2 separate regions of the Zea mays genome follow, and region 1 is linked to region 2. Evidence: chromatin contacts called from public Hi-C data. All regions are on one chromosome and are shown on one strand. The core of a region is the stretch at or near the end of the contact, and the rest is flanking DNA. Distances in the headings are between cores, read along the strand shown.

Region 1 (7,224 bases), core at 3,781-6,280, 290 kb before region 2:
GTTTTTTTTTTTGGAAGCAAAAGAAGAAAAACAAGAACCCTAGCATCTACTTGAGAATAATTTGGGTTCAGAGTTCAAGGCAGGAAAGGTGGTGATCAAAGGCCCATCTATATCAATTGAGTAAGCATCTAGTCCCATAGCAAATAAAATAATTCTGGAAAAGAGAATACATACGGCTTCACAGTCTATTCAAACACTCGTGATTTGAACAAAGGTGAAGGCAAAAATATAGACGTCTTCTTTGACAGCTTTGTATTTGTTTCAGTACGCTAGAACCATGATGTGAAACGGAAATACAGTCGCTGACAGCGCTAAACCTAAAACAACACTCAAAGAAACAGAAGACACCAAGCGAAAAAAGAAAGATCAACATTAAAATACTAACAGCAACTATGATCGCTAAAAATGAAGATAAGTTTTTTTTTCCCAATAATTATATTTCACAAACATGAAATATAGAGGAAACTACAGGAACATAATAATCCATTCCCCTTGGCTACAATGTTAGCGTGCACCTTGCAACCCGCCTAGAAACTATATGTCCAGGATCTCCCTTCTAGTACACACACTCATATGATATACAAAGCATATGTGCATTCTCTCGCCAAGCGGTGCAAAAGCAGAAACAGAAACAATTACAGGGAACTTACATAGGTAAAATCTTGCTCAGAGTTGCTACTAGCCACCTTGCCTCGGTTATATATATACAAAAACCTCAACTCCTGCAGAAAACTACAGTCTTGAGCGCCGGAAGTACCTTATGGGATTGAATGGACCAAGTTGCCGGGCAGAAGCAAACGTTGGCCGTCCATTCGGGGACACTGTCGGCTTAATGTCCCATCCTTCAACATTATTTGGAACACAAACATCAAACAGGATTTGGCCAAGGACTCCTTTAGGCTCCATGCAGGGTGGATGTGAGATGTGGCGCCTCTGATCCTCAATTAGAGAACTGGGTTCCCGAGATTCATCATGGTCCTTCGAACTTGGCAAGAAGAAGTGATCACTAGGACTGTTAGCAACCCTTCTTAAGCTCTCATTTGAATTGGCTGCAGCATTGTGTAGACTGCACACTGAGTGCGCTATCTTATACTCCTGGTCACCAGCCATATTTGAGTCATATAGTTGGCTTCGGTGGCAGAAGGTAACAAGAGCCTTCTTCAACGTATCATCTACAGCTTTCCTGTATTCAATTTCATGTGAATTGTAATGGCCTGCAAATAATCAGAAAAGTGATTTGATTATCTGTCAAATGTGACATAATGCCTGGCGGCAGAGAAGAAATTTCAAGTTGGCCCACATATCTGCAGCCCCTAGACTGTGTAATTATAATGTTGCCCCTACTACTATAGTGTGACCATCTTAATGCCTAAAGCTATAAGGCGGACATGGAAATGTCCCCCCGCTTGTCATTTCCTCAACATTTATGAGAAAACTCACACATCAAATATTCTCCCTACTCTACCATTCTCTCAGACTGATAACAGCCCCAATCCAGGTCTGGACATCTGGTTCAAGTCAACCTTATATAAAATTGAGTATGAATAGATCATTATATTTAAGTATCAATTGCTCATGGATGTGGTACATATGGGACTTGTTTTTTTGTCTCAAATAGTTGTACAATTGTACTGAGAATCCAATACGTGATTTCATGCATATTCAAGTTACAAATGAGCTACTTATCAATAACAGTGAAGACAAGATAAGAACCATACCGACATGTTGGGAGTCGCTCCATTTCATAAGTTTAACATCTGTGCCTAGTTCAATCAATCGCCTTGCAAAGCCACAGATAATATGGCATGGAGCAAGATTATCATCTTCTGAGCAAAATATAAGAACAGGACCCAATCCCTGCAAGAACAATAAATGAAAAATATCATGAGTATCAAAGATGGTACATGATAGATATCACAGATAAAACAGAGCTTACTGCTGCTGAGTATAGTGTGTGCCAGTACTCTGCACGCTGAGCTTCAATCCTGCTTGGGAAGAGAGTATCCATGCCAGAAGCTAGAACCTTTGCCATCCATGAACGTAATATAGTTGACTGAGATAAATTTCCAACAGCAGGCTTTTGGAGAAACTGGGTGCCCACATCACTGACAAAATCTACAGGGCTAGAGTCATAAATTTGCCCGCAGATACAGTTTCTCACTAACCGATAATCCTTCTGCACAGTGAAAAATTTATGTCAAACTCAACATCTTAGCCAAGAAATTAAGAGCAGTAGCCAAAATAGCTAATCCAAACCCAGTGGTGAACCACATATATTAATAACAAGCAGATCTAGGTTAGTTGAACAAACTAATCAAACATACACAGTAAATATTTTATCTCAAGATAAATCCAAGATGATGACTGACAAATATAACGATGAAAATGGACTTCACAAAATCCATCATTGCTCCTGATATAAACCATGAACACAGAACTACATACTAGATGAAGGTACAGCTTAGAAAGTACGAAGTTAACATTTAAGGAAGGGGTTATCGCTGATGAAGGACAAAGAAAACATTCAACATATTCAAGCAAAGAAAAGTTCGTCACGCTAAACAACTGAAAGAAACTATAGCCTAGCGGTACCTAATCCATATGACCACTGATACACTGTTACCTTGTTACTTAGTCTCCACGTGTCCTGAATATAGTTCAAAATATTAAGATTTGTTCATAGGTTACAATGTCTTTGCCTACTTTTATTGATAGAAATGTATGTTGAAATCAATGAATGAGAAGAAAAGCATCACATACCATGGTTGCATCTCCTTCACATATTCCAGCTAGTAACTGGAAAATCCAAAAAAATCAGTCATTTCAACTGGGACAAGTGATTTCTTTTTCATTAGAAAATGCAAAAGATTTACAAATGGCAGTTAAGGTTAAATCATAAAAGAAATTTACTTATAACTCATGCACCTGAATAACCTTGTACATGCACCCTTTTGAGCCACCAGAAAAGGAAGCAAGAACAGTTGGCACAGGTTTTACTCTCAGTTCCTGAAACCAGCATTTCATGTTATTCCAAGGGAGAATTATGTAAAGTAGTACAGAAAAATTAAGTAGAATGATGACTATCTAGATTCAGGACTCCTATTTCCCAACAGCTTAAACAGATCAGAATTGAGAGGTATCATATACAAACATGCAAGTAGTTCAGTTCTCAATCAGTAGTAAGGTAACATAGAGCTAGAGGTGACAAAATGAAAGGATGGTACAAAAGAAATGTGACATAATAAGATAAAATAATTATATAATTCATAATGTGCTTGCATTCTAAGGATCTCATCACCTACAAATTTTCTGTGTAAGCACAGGTTCAGGTTGAGTACAAATGATAACAAAGAGTTAAAAGAGACATTGCCTAGTGCATTACACAATGGTGTGAATACAGGGAAAGGCCTAATAAAGTACTGTTACTGGCTAAATAAACAAGAAGCATGCAGTTTTAATTTCCCCACCCTTTAACAGAATTTCTGTCCACTTAATATATTGTGTGATATTTGTAAGCACAATAATAAGGGAGAAAAAATACTTACCTTAACCAGCTCACTAATAACACCAGTTGCCAGAGATGTTGCTTTCTCAGAGAGATATCTGGAAGAGGATAGGAATTAGTACAGTACCATGATCAGATTTATAAAGGGGCCCAATCATGCAAGCAACCATATTGAAACACTGCACTTTAGAACACCTGTACCATATTCGAAGTAAGGTTCAACAGGTGCCATTTCTAAATATGTAAAAAACCCTATGCATTGCATTATTGCTTAAAGGTCCATGGGAAAAGTTTCCCGCTCCACCTGTGAATTAAATGCTGCCGATAAAACCCTTCTAGCTTGAGCACTAATATGATGATAATCAGCACGCTGGTGCTATTCAATCAGAATTGTTCTATTGCGTTCAAATTGGTTACAAAAATAATTATAAAGCTTCCAGCATTCAGCTGCACGTTATTGAAGCACCAAAAATGTTTGGATAGACCCAGCTACATATTGAACCCATGCATATATGATTTTAGCCTCTGTCAACACATAAAAGCAAAAGAAGTGAAAAAGGGATAAGGACATGTTGGATCAATGATAGGAACTTATGGCTGAAGATCAACAGGAGTTATAACATTACAACACATTCTCTATGCTTTGTAAAGTATTTGAAAATTAGTCAAACCTTGAAATGCAATGATTTAATCCTAATTACCACAATCAAAACATCTTTGTCATCCTGTAATCAGTAACTTAACTAAGACGACCATGACTAAAAGCCAAACAGAAGGGATTGCTAAAATGACATCAATACAGAGCAAACAGTAAAAACTGCACAAATATATCAACCTTAAGACTAGGGATATTAACACCCAGTGATTAATCTAAAGGGAGTTGCCAAACTTTAACACAACTCAGCTAAGTACCATGCCGAACCAATCTGCTTGCCGCAAAAATAAAATAAGTGGCCAAACCTAAATCTTCCTGCCTCGCGATTTCTGCAGGCACAAACTAGTAAGCAATCTCTGAAATTAAACCCAGGCATAGGTATATCCGCAGAGGCAGGTCAGGATACAAGTAGAAGCTATAGAGCTACATCCGCGCGCCTCCATAAGTCCAAATGAGTAACGGCAAGGCGGCACTCACAGCGCGACGAGGTCGGGGTGGCAGACGAGGCAGCGCCACCCGAGCGAGGAGTACAGCTCAACGAACGGCCGCAGCTGCGCCTCGTCGCTCCACACCCACGCGAACAAGACCGCGACACCCCTCGCTTGCCCCGGCGGCGCCGATTCCGGCGCCCAGTAGAACCGCCCACCGCAGCCGGGCCACATGGCCTCGGCCCCTGCTCTACTACTTCCGTCGAGGAGACCGAGGAGAGGGGGATCGGAGCAAGGGTTTGCGCGGTTTCACTTGGTTGTTCTGGTTGAGAGAAGGAGGTGAGGGGTGGAGGAGACGGCGACGGCCAGACGGGAACGCGTTTGGTTTGTTGCGGATTTTGTTTTCTTTTTCGAGGATTACTCGAGCGCCCATTTTTCTGTGGTTTCGGAGTTTGCTTGTACGCCGTGCCGCGGTGTAAAGAGTGCCCGGTTTGTTTGTATTTTTTCTACGGACTACCAAACACTCTAATTTTCCATCCGACTGGTATAAAAATCGTTACAGTAAAAACCATATAAAATCAGCATAAATACAAAATCGGTCGAGTCATCACAAGTTCACTGGTAGGCAGCGTAAAAAAGGGACGTGTAATTATAGATAATATTATTTGATACTGTTTGTATAGTGAAGTTTAAAATAAGGAATGAGATATGAGATGAAATAGATGACTTATTGTAGATAGCCTAACTGGGATGTTCGGTTCATGTCTAAAGTTTTCATGTCACATCAAATATTTAAATATTAATTACAAGTATTAATATAAGTTTAATTTGATTTAATAAATGTGTTTCGTCTTTTAATCTTCATTAGTTTTATAATTATAGGGTTTAGGGTTTAGTAACTATATTTAATACCTAATGTTTTCATTCAACTATTTGATATGACAGGGACTCAACTTTAATTGGATGGAACCAAACACTTTCTAGCTTTGTTTGGATACACTAATATTGACCTCAATCCACATGTGTTGAGATGGATAGGGTGTAATTTTGGGTACTCTAATATTGATCTTAATCCACATGTGTTGAGACGGATTATATCCCAATCCACCTCAACATATGTGGATTGAAGTCAATACTAGAGTACTCAAACTAAACCCTAAAAGCTTGTTCGGTTTGAAGTGATCCATCTCTAACTGAACAAGCTCTAAAATAGTTAAAACATATTTATGGTATAAGATTGTTCGCATCAGTTCTTTCTAAATTTTCTCCTCTATATCCCTACTTTTATGCCAGCCACGTCGTCAAAATTCCACGTCTATTTTTTATGTCACACAACGGTTCCCTCTAAATATTCCCTTTATATCTCACTAAAACCATAAAATACCATCTTATATCCATACTTTTGAATCATTATCATTTTTTCTCTATCTAATAAATATTGACGTGCAGGTAAAACCATGCAAGGGGACCTTTACCGTCTAGCGCTGCGGCTGTAGCGCCGCCCTGTACGCGCTAAACAAAGGGAAGGGAGAGCTCGTGGGCCTAGGGCTCGATATCGAACTAGCTCGTTAACGAATTAGCTTGATTCGACTCGTTAAGTTAATGAGATATAGAATTAGCTCGGCTCGGCTCGGTTCGGTTACCTCGAGCTAGCTCGTTTAGCTCGTGAGCCAGAACACGAAAAAATAATATATATATATAATCAATTTCTCGTTAATTTTAAACTAGTTTAACAATAGAAAATAGTAATTATACTCATAATTTTAAAGGCCGCATCAATTAACATCAAATTAACACAATTCATCACTCATCTATTCCTTATCCACACACATGTTTATCAGTTTAGCCCACACATATGTTCGCATGGACCAATTTAACACATAGACATAATTCATCAACAACTAGTTTAACTTATAGGCCATAAACACCACACATACATATAATATGTTTATCAATTGTTACATAAATGATATGCATATAGTTTTGTTTTGGTGAAATTTGATAGCTCGTTTAGCTCACGAGTTGGCTCGTTAATGTCGGCGTTTCGACCCCGGAGGGGTCCCTGGACCGACGAGTAAATTGTCGCTGCGTATCCCAGCCCAGATGGGTCGGCGCGAGATGGAACACAAGGGGGAAAACCGCGGCTTCGTGTTATCCTGCGCCCAGGGCGGATGCGCTTGCAGTAGGGGGTTACAAGCGTTCGCGAGAGAGGGAGAGAGCCTCGTTCGTCAGCCCGTCCTCCCGCGCGGCCACCTTTTTGTACGAGGGCCTTGGACCTTCCTTTTATAGATGTAAGGAGAGGGTCCAGGTGTACAATGGGGAGTGTAGCAATGTGCTAACGTGTCTAGCAGAGAGGAGCCAGAGCCCTATGTACATGCCGACGTGGCTGTCGGAGAGGTGTTAGTGCCCTGTTCATGTGATGTCGTGGCCGTCGGAGGAGTGCTTGAGCCCTGTAGAAGCACAACTGTCGAGTCCTTGCTGACGTCTCCTTGCTTCCGTAGGGGGCTAAGAACCGCCGTCGTCATGGGAGCACGCGGGATGCCATCATTACTTGTTTACCGGGGCGAGCCAGATGGGACGCCGGTCTTGTTCCCCGTAGCCTGAGCTAGCTAGGAGTAGGGTAATGATGTACCCCC
Region 2 (6,797 bases), core at 142-2,641:
AGCGTGAACTATATAATCTTTGTTTAATTTTTCCTGTCGGTTTTTAAGTAGTTTTGGAACATAAGCATCTTGTGGCATTAGCCCAAGGGAGAATGTTGAGAAAAACTTCTTGGTCCAGAAAAGCCCATATAACTATAAATAGAGAGGATATGTCTATATCCTATAACCTTTGGACTATGGCAGCATACAGAAAATAAAAATTTAGATCCTGTTGGGACCATGCTTCGTCGCCGAAGGTCCTACAAGAAGAAACACCTTCGACAAATCTGTTTATACGTGATACCGAAGCTACCGTTCATGAAGCTTCGATACTATAACGTATCCAAAGACAAAGGATCGAACCGACTTAAAGATGGAATGACTTTTTAGTCCATAAGGGTCTGAGTCATAATTGTAATCTTCTGTAAGGGGCATGATTGTAATTTCTTACATGCTGCGTCATGTGCTTATAAATAGATGAACAGTACTCCTTTACTGTTCGGGCAATCTTGTAATTGCTAACGCATCACTCTGGAATTATTGTTTTCTGCCAAAACGAAGGTATAAAATGCATTCAAATATAATGCTTTAACATTTAAGATCAGTGAATAATGTTTTTTATTCTTGACATTCTATAATATTTTATATTTTATATTTCATTTTGCATTGTTTTACCTTTGATCACGAAGGTGTGACCTTCGTGATATATTTTTCATAACCTTTGTCCGAAGTTCATTAAATCCTTGGGGAAGTAATGTTTCAGCGGATGAAGGGCTTTAGCATTTAACATTCTATGTTGCATTGTTCTTAATTCATAGTATTTGAGAACAAGTCCCCAACAGATCCTCTCCACACTTTTGCATGTTTGTATTTTTTTATTTAATTAGGTGGATTGATGAGGATTGAAGTGAATTAATTTTTTTCTATACAAATTTAAATATAAGAGGATTAAATCTTGTCTAATTTATAGATTAAGTTGAATACGGGAGTACTCAAAAGTCGCAGGGGCTCGTACACTGAAGCTCAAAAGTCGCAGTGGCTCGTACACTGAAGCCACGCCGCATGGGCGCATGGCGACTGCGACGTCAGGCACGCGTCACGGTGCACTGGACTGACTCCACCTGCTCATCGTCTTCTAGAAGCTTGGCCGGCCACCCACCAAGCGATGAGATGGTACATTTCTGTCCACGACCGCTGACAGATGGGTCCGATAGAGTCTCAGCGGTCGGTCACCACTCACCTAATCGTTGTCATTCACTCATTCGTCAGGGCAGGACTCTACTCCACACCAACCCGAGAACGAGAACATTGCCGCTCCTGCCCGTCCCCACAGCTCACTGCGCGTGTGCGCCACTACACCAACCGTTTGGTCCGCCGTTCGGGGATTCCTTCCGCACTACTACATAGTAGCACCCGTGTGGCCGTGTCCGAGCTACCCACGCCCCCAACGCCAAGAACGTCGACGGGCACGACGGCATGGCGGCGGCGGACCCGGACACCGAAGTGCAGGCGGAGTTCCCACCCCTCGTCCGCCAGTACAAAAGCGGCCGCGTCGAGCGGTTCTTCAACCTGGCCCCGCTCCCGGCCGGCACCGACCCGGCCACGGGCGTCGTGTCCAAGGACGTCGTCGTCGACCCGGCCACCGGCCTCTGGGCGCGCCTCTTCCTCCCCGCCGGCAGCCACGGGAAGAAGCTCCCCGTCGTCGTCTACTACCATGGCGGCGCCTACGTGATCGGCTCGGCGGCCGACCCGATGACGCACGGCTACCTCAACGCGCTCGTCGCCAAGGCCGGCGTCCTCGCGGTCGCGCTCGAGTACCGCCTCGCGCCGGAGCACCCGCTCCCGGCCGCCTACGAGGACTCATGGGAGGGACTCAAGTGGGTGGCCACCCACGCCTCCGCCTCCGCCGCCGCGGGAGGAGGACCGGCCGCCGAGCCGTGGCTAACCGAGCACGGCGACTTCTCCCGCGTGTTCCTGGCCGGGGCCAGCGCGGGGGCCACCATCGCTCACTTCGTAGCAGTCCGTGCCGGTGAGCAGCACAAGAGCGGCGGCCTCGGGATGCGGATCAGGGGGCTGCTGATAGTGCACCCCTACTTCAGCGGCGCGGCGGACATCGGCGACGAGGGGACGACGGGGAAGGCGCGCAAGGCGCGGGCCGACGCGTTCTGGCGGTTCCTGTGCCCTGGCACCCCCGGGCTCGACGACCCTCTCTCCAACCCGTTCTCGGAGGCCGCCGGCGGGAGCGCGGCGCGCGTCGCCGCCGAGCGCGTGCTCGTCTGCGTCGCCGAGAAGGACGACCTCAGGGACAGGGGCGTCTGGTACTACGAGAGCCTCAAGGCCAGCGGCTACCCTGGCGAGGTGGAGCTGCTCGAGTCCATGGGCGAGGGCCACGTCTTCTACTGCATGAACCCGCGCTGCGACAGGGCGCGGGAGATGGAGGAGCGCGTCCTCGGCTTCCTGCGCAAGTGAGCGAGCGACGGAGCGCGCGCCTTGCTACGCGATTGAGATGGAATAATTTCACCGTTTCCAGATGTGGAGGCGTTTGAGCATGAGGCCATGAGGGTCTTATTTGTTTGCTTAAGATCAATTGATTGAAGTTTCGAAATCTATCTCACCGCACTTGTCATGTGTCTAAATTTAAAAGAAATGAAAACGAACCCATACCGTCTCCCGAATTGCAAATTTGTAACCTGTTTTACTTGTTTGTTTTAGATTTTTGCTAGCTTCTTACAGCGACAGAAATAACCAGGCTATTTGTTCGGCTAGTTTTGAGAAAATAAACTAATAACGTGTTCAGGTAATACAAAAAACTAGCCAAAAACTAAAAGTAGGATGCCAGATTAAGTTTAAACCAAAAGACCGAATGCTCCGAATCAAACGCCCTACATTTACAGTTCGAGCATCCGACAGAAGTACAGAACGAATATATTATTTCGGGATCGGGAATCGAACAACTTTCGGTGTACTATTACAATTGAAGTATCCAAATGATATATTTAAAATAGCATAAAAAACTCTTATTCATCATCTCGGTGGTGCTCATTTGTTGATGAAAGCCACGATCCGCTCCTGGAGCTGGACGCCCTGCTCCGAGTCCAGCATGTCGAAATGGAACGCGTGGCCGACGCCCTTAGACTCGAACAGCTCGACCTCGCCAGCGTACCCGCTGGCCTTGATCTCCCGGTGGTACCACAGCGCGCGCTCCTTGAGCAGGAAGTCGTTCTCGGCCACGCACACCAGCACGCGCTGGCACGGGATCCCCGCGGAGGCCCTGCGCGCCGCGTCGTCCACGAACGGGTTCACGCGCGGGTCGTCCAGCCCCACCGTGTCGGAGACCACGAACCGCCAGGTGCGGTCCATGAACGGCCGGATCTCGGGGCCGAAGGCTATCTCGCCGCCCACGGCCTCGCTGCCCGTGAAGTAGGGGTGCACCACGGCGAGCCCGCGGATGGTCACGCCGTCGGGGAGCGCGCCGGCGGCGGAGGCCCGCACGGCCGTGTTGTGCGCGATGTTGGCGCCGGCGCTGCAGCCCGCCAGGAACACGCGGGACAGGTCGGCGTGCTCCAGCAGCCACGGGTCCTCGCCGCCGCCGAGCGTCGCCGCCCACCGTAGCGCCGCCCACGCGTCGTCGTACGCCGCGGGCAGCTTGTGCTCCGGCGCGAGGCGGTAGTAGACGGACACGCCGATGGCGCCCGAGCGGGCGACCAGGTCGTTGAGGTAGTTGTGCGTGCCCGGCCGCGCCGGCGAGCCGACCACGAACCCGCCGCCGTGGAAGTAGACGACCACCGGGATCTTGCCGGCTGCGCCGGGAGGGAGGTAGACTCGCGCGGAGGCGGGGCCGGCGCGGATGTCCTTGGACACGACGCCGGTGGCTGGGTCCGTGCCAGCTGGGACGGTGGGGGCGCCGCCGGGGCGGTGGATGCGGCCGCTCTTGTACTGGCAGAGGTAGGGCGGGAAGTCGAAGACGACCTCGGAGTCGGGATCCATGGCTGCGGTCGGCGAGGAGGGGTTGGTGGCGGTGGAGTCGCCCATTTGGGTTGGGGGAGGAAACGAGCTGGCTACCTAGCAGTGCAACACAGCGAGGCGATCGAATTTCAGCCGGAGGGGCTTCATGAAGATATATGAAAATCGCTGCTGCAGCCTGCAGGTGAGGGTTGGTGAGAGTTGACTTAGGGGGTATTTGGTTGTAGGGATTAAAAATTAGTCTCTAGTTTTTAGTCTTATTTAGTTTTTTTTTCGCCAAAATATGGACTAAAATGATTTAGTCTTTAGTCCTTCACATATGTGCTAAAAGGGACTAAACATATTAATTCCACATTTACCCCTCATTTAGTTCAATTGTACTAATAGCAGGAGAATGTTAAAGGTCATTTTAGTCTTCTTATGAGTCATCATTTAGTATATTTTTACTATTTTTAGCTCTTAAAACTAAACATGTTAGGGACTAAACTTTAGTCATCTAACTAAACTTTAGTCTCTAGACTAAAGAAACCAAACATAGCCAATAAAAAACGGCACTCAAGTTTCAATGCGATTTTTCGTTCCCAATCCCAGGTGGTTCAGAACCTTTTTTATTAAAAAAAAGTGATAGCTTCCCATGTGGTTCAGAATCTTTTCCATTAAAAAATATCACATTACAAGTCCGGTTGGTTGGGACGTTGGGTGGTTTAGACTGTCCGCACCCAATCATACGTAAATTGAGGATTTATATAATAGATGACACTTTAAATTGGAGTTTGAAATAAAGTATAAAATAGAGAATGAGATAAGAATTTTATTGGAGACAGCCTTAGAACCTATTTATTTCAGCTTATAGATTATATAATCTAGATTATAATTTATCGAGATTATAATCTACACATAATTGTTTGGCTGTCTAGATTATAATGCAAATTACTTATCTCTAAGGCACAAATGCAACAATGCCCTTGTTACGTGTGATTTGGGAGGAAAGAAGAATGGTAGCCCGTGTAATTTTAACATAATTATGAATAGTGGATATTTTGTCAAAAATAATCTCAAATAAGATAATCTTGAAGACATTATGAGATAATCTGAAGTATAGGTTATATAATCTGGTTGTTTGTTTACTAGCTAGATTATTTACGCTAGATTGACAAATTATAATCCAAAGTAAACAGTTCTTAGGGCCTTAGACAGACTCCAACAGCGGTGTTTCCTACCCTATATTAAATATAGAGAACACTTCTTTATTTTTTTAATATAATTCTTTAATATAGAGAGGTTTTCTCTTCTCCATCGACACGCAAAAATCAGAGCAAAACACTAATATTCTAATATATGTATTTAACATAGAGAGATGGGATATAGAAGATGTTGTTGAAGAGAAAAAAAATAAAAGATTATGTAATAAAGAGATATATAAAATATGGTAGGACATAGTCCTAGCACCTAACCAAGCTTTTTGGACGCACCATGTGCATGTTTGGTTGTCTGTTAAAAGTGATAGTGTCCCATGTGGTCCAGAATCTTTTCCATATGGGCAACCAAACAAAATTCTACCTAGCGCAGATTTCATTAGTACATAGCAACCAAAAGTGGTTCTTCCATTAGATAAGAGCTAGTTTGAAAACTCTATTTTCCTAAGTGATTTTTATTTTCCCACAGAAAATTATTTTATTTTTTTGGAAAAATAAAAATCCCAAGTTCCCAAACCAACCCTAAACATGGTTTATTTCCTATAAATTCCACAATGCTACCGACACCGATGCTTCATGCTAAACAAAAAAAATCCACATGAATTTCGACAAAATGAAGATAAAATAAATAAATTGTCAGAGCATCTATCTCCAAGGGACTCTTATTTTTTACTTTCTATTTGACTCTATTTAATTCTTCATAAATCTCTATTTAACTCTTCACAGATATTATAATTTATATGTAGCATCTTATTTCAATATACTAGTTAGCTTTGCTAGTCGGAATGACTAGAGGACTTGACGAGTTAGATAACTAGTCTGTTGAAGAGATATTTTACTGTTAAATAGCTAAAATTTAGCTTAACGAGTTATTTGGCTAGTCTCTTGAAGATCCTCTTAGCGCCGCCCGCTAATTGTGCTCGCCAAGCGAACATGCATGTACTGGAACTGCAACTGTAATATAGTGTTTGGTTAGGAAGTGGCGTGCAGCGTGCTTGGTTTGCCGTATCGTTAGGTCCAGAACCATCCGAACCTAAAAGACCGCGGCTGAGAATGCCAGAATGGTGTTTTGTTTGCGGTGTCATTCCATGCCATGCGTCAACTCCCAGGAATCGGTGAAGTGACGGACGACCTGACTCTACATGCACGCAGAGCCGACCCATGCCGAACAGACCTAGCTTTGGTTCTAGTCCATAAACCAAACACGCTGAAGGTCGGTGTGGGATGGTTCCATTCCATCCTTGGTTCTTGGACCGGATGAACCACCAATTTTCTAGTGGGACGTTCTTGACTCTGGCTTGAATTGAACAAATCACCACTAGAGCTAGGTCTGTCCCATCCTTCCTAGTCCCTCCAAACAAACACTACTTAATACAACCCAGTCATCAGCATAAAAAACTCGACCTGAAAGAAAGATAATTCCTAGACATTGTATTGAGAACTAAGAAGATTTTTTCACATAAACCAAGAAAACCCCTAAATCATTGTTTCATTCATACACAACGACACCATAGCACACCGTAACCCAGGACCACGATCGGACTTTAAACTTGTGCTTTGGCATAGAATAAATGAGAGATTTTTTTACCACGACATAGAATTTGATCCCACGGAAAGCCGAACCCGGACTGAACCCGGACTTAAAACACGTAACCAACC

What was found. Hi-C and Micro-C count contacts between places; a contact is called where the count stands out from the background.
Region 1: a Hi-C map of seedling shows a contact between it and region 2, with 6 times the contacts expected there. The contact joins the promoter of LOC103637883 here to the promoter of LOC100283424 in region 2. A contact is called at or near these places in 5 of 25 Hi-C or Micro-C datasets (bundle sheath, leaf, seedling and 1 more) and 1 of 3 datasets of contacts at active chromatin or transcription factors (leaf).

The regions. Positions count from the first base shown.
Region 1 is chr9:9,206,123-9,213,346 of Zm-B73-REFERENCE-NAM-5.0, reverse strand. It overlaps LOC103637883, which reads right to left and starts at 5,030. Exons shown (of 7, transcript XM_008660903.4): 1 at 4,638-5,030; 2 at 3,546-3,603; 3 at 2,926-3,006; 4 at 2,761-2,796; 5 at 1,937-2,176; 6 at 1,719-1,857; 7 at 396-1,214. The coding sequence starts at 4,822. The coding sequence ends at 733.
Region 2 is chr9:8,913,149-8,919,945 of Zm-B73-REFERENCE-NAM-5.0, reverse strand. It overlaps LOC100283424, which reads left to right and starts at 1,391. Exons shown (of 1, transcript NM_001156325.2): 1 at 1,391-2,581. The coding sequence starts at 1,456. The coding sequence ends at 2,448. It overlaps LOC100282489, which reads right to left. Exons shown (of 11, transcript NM_001155398.2): 11 at 6,600-6,797.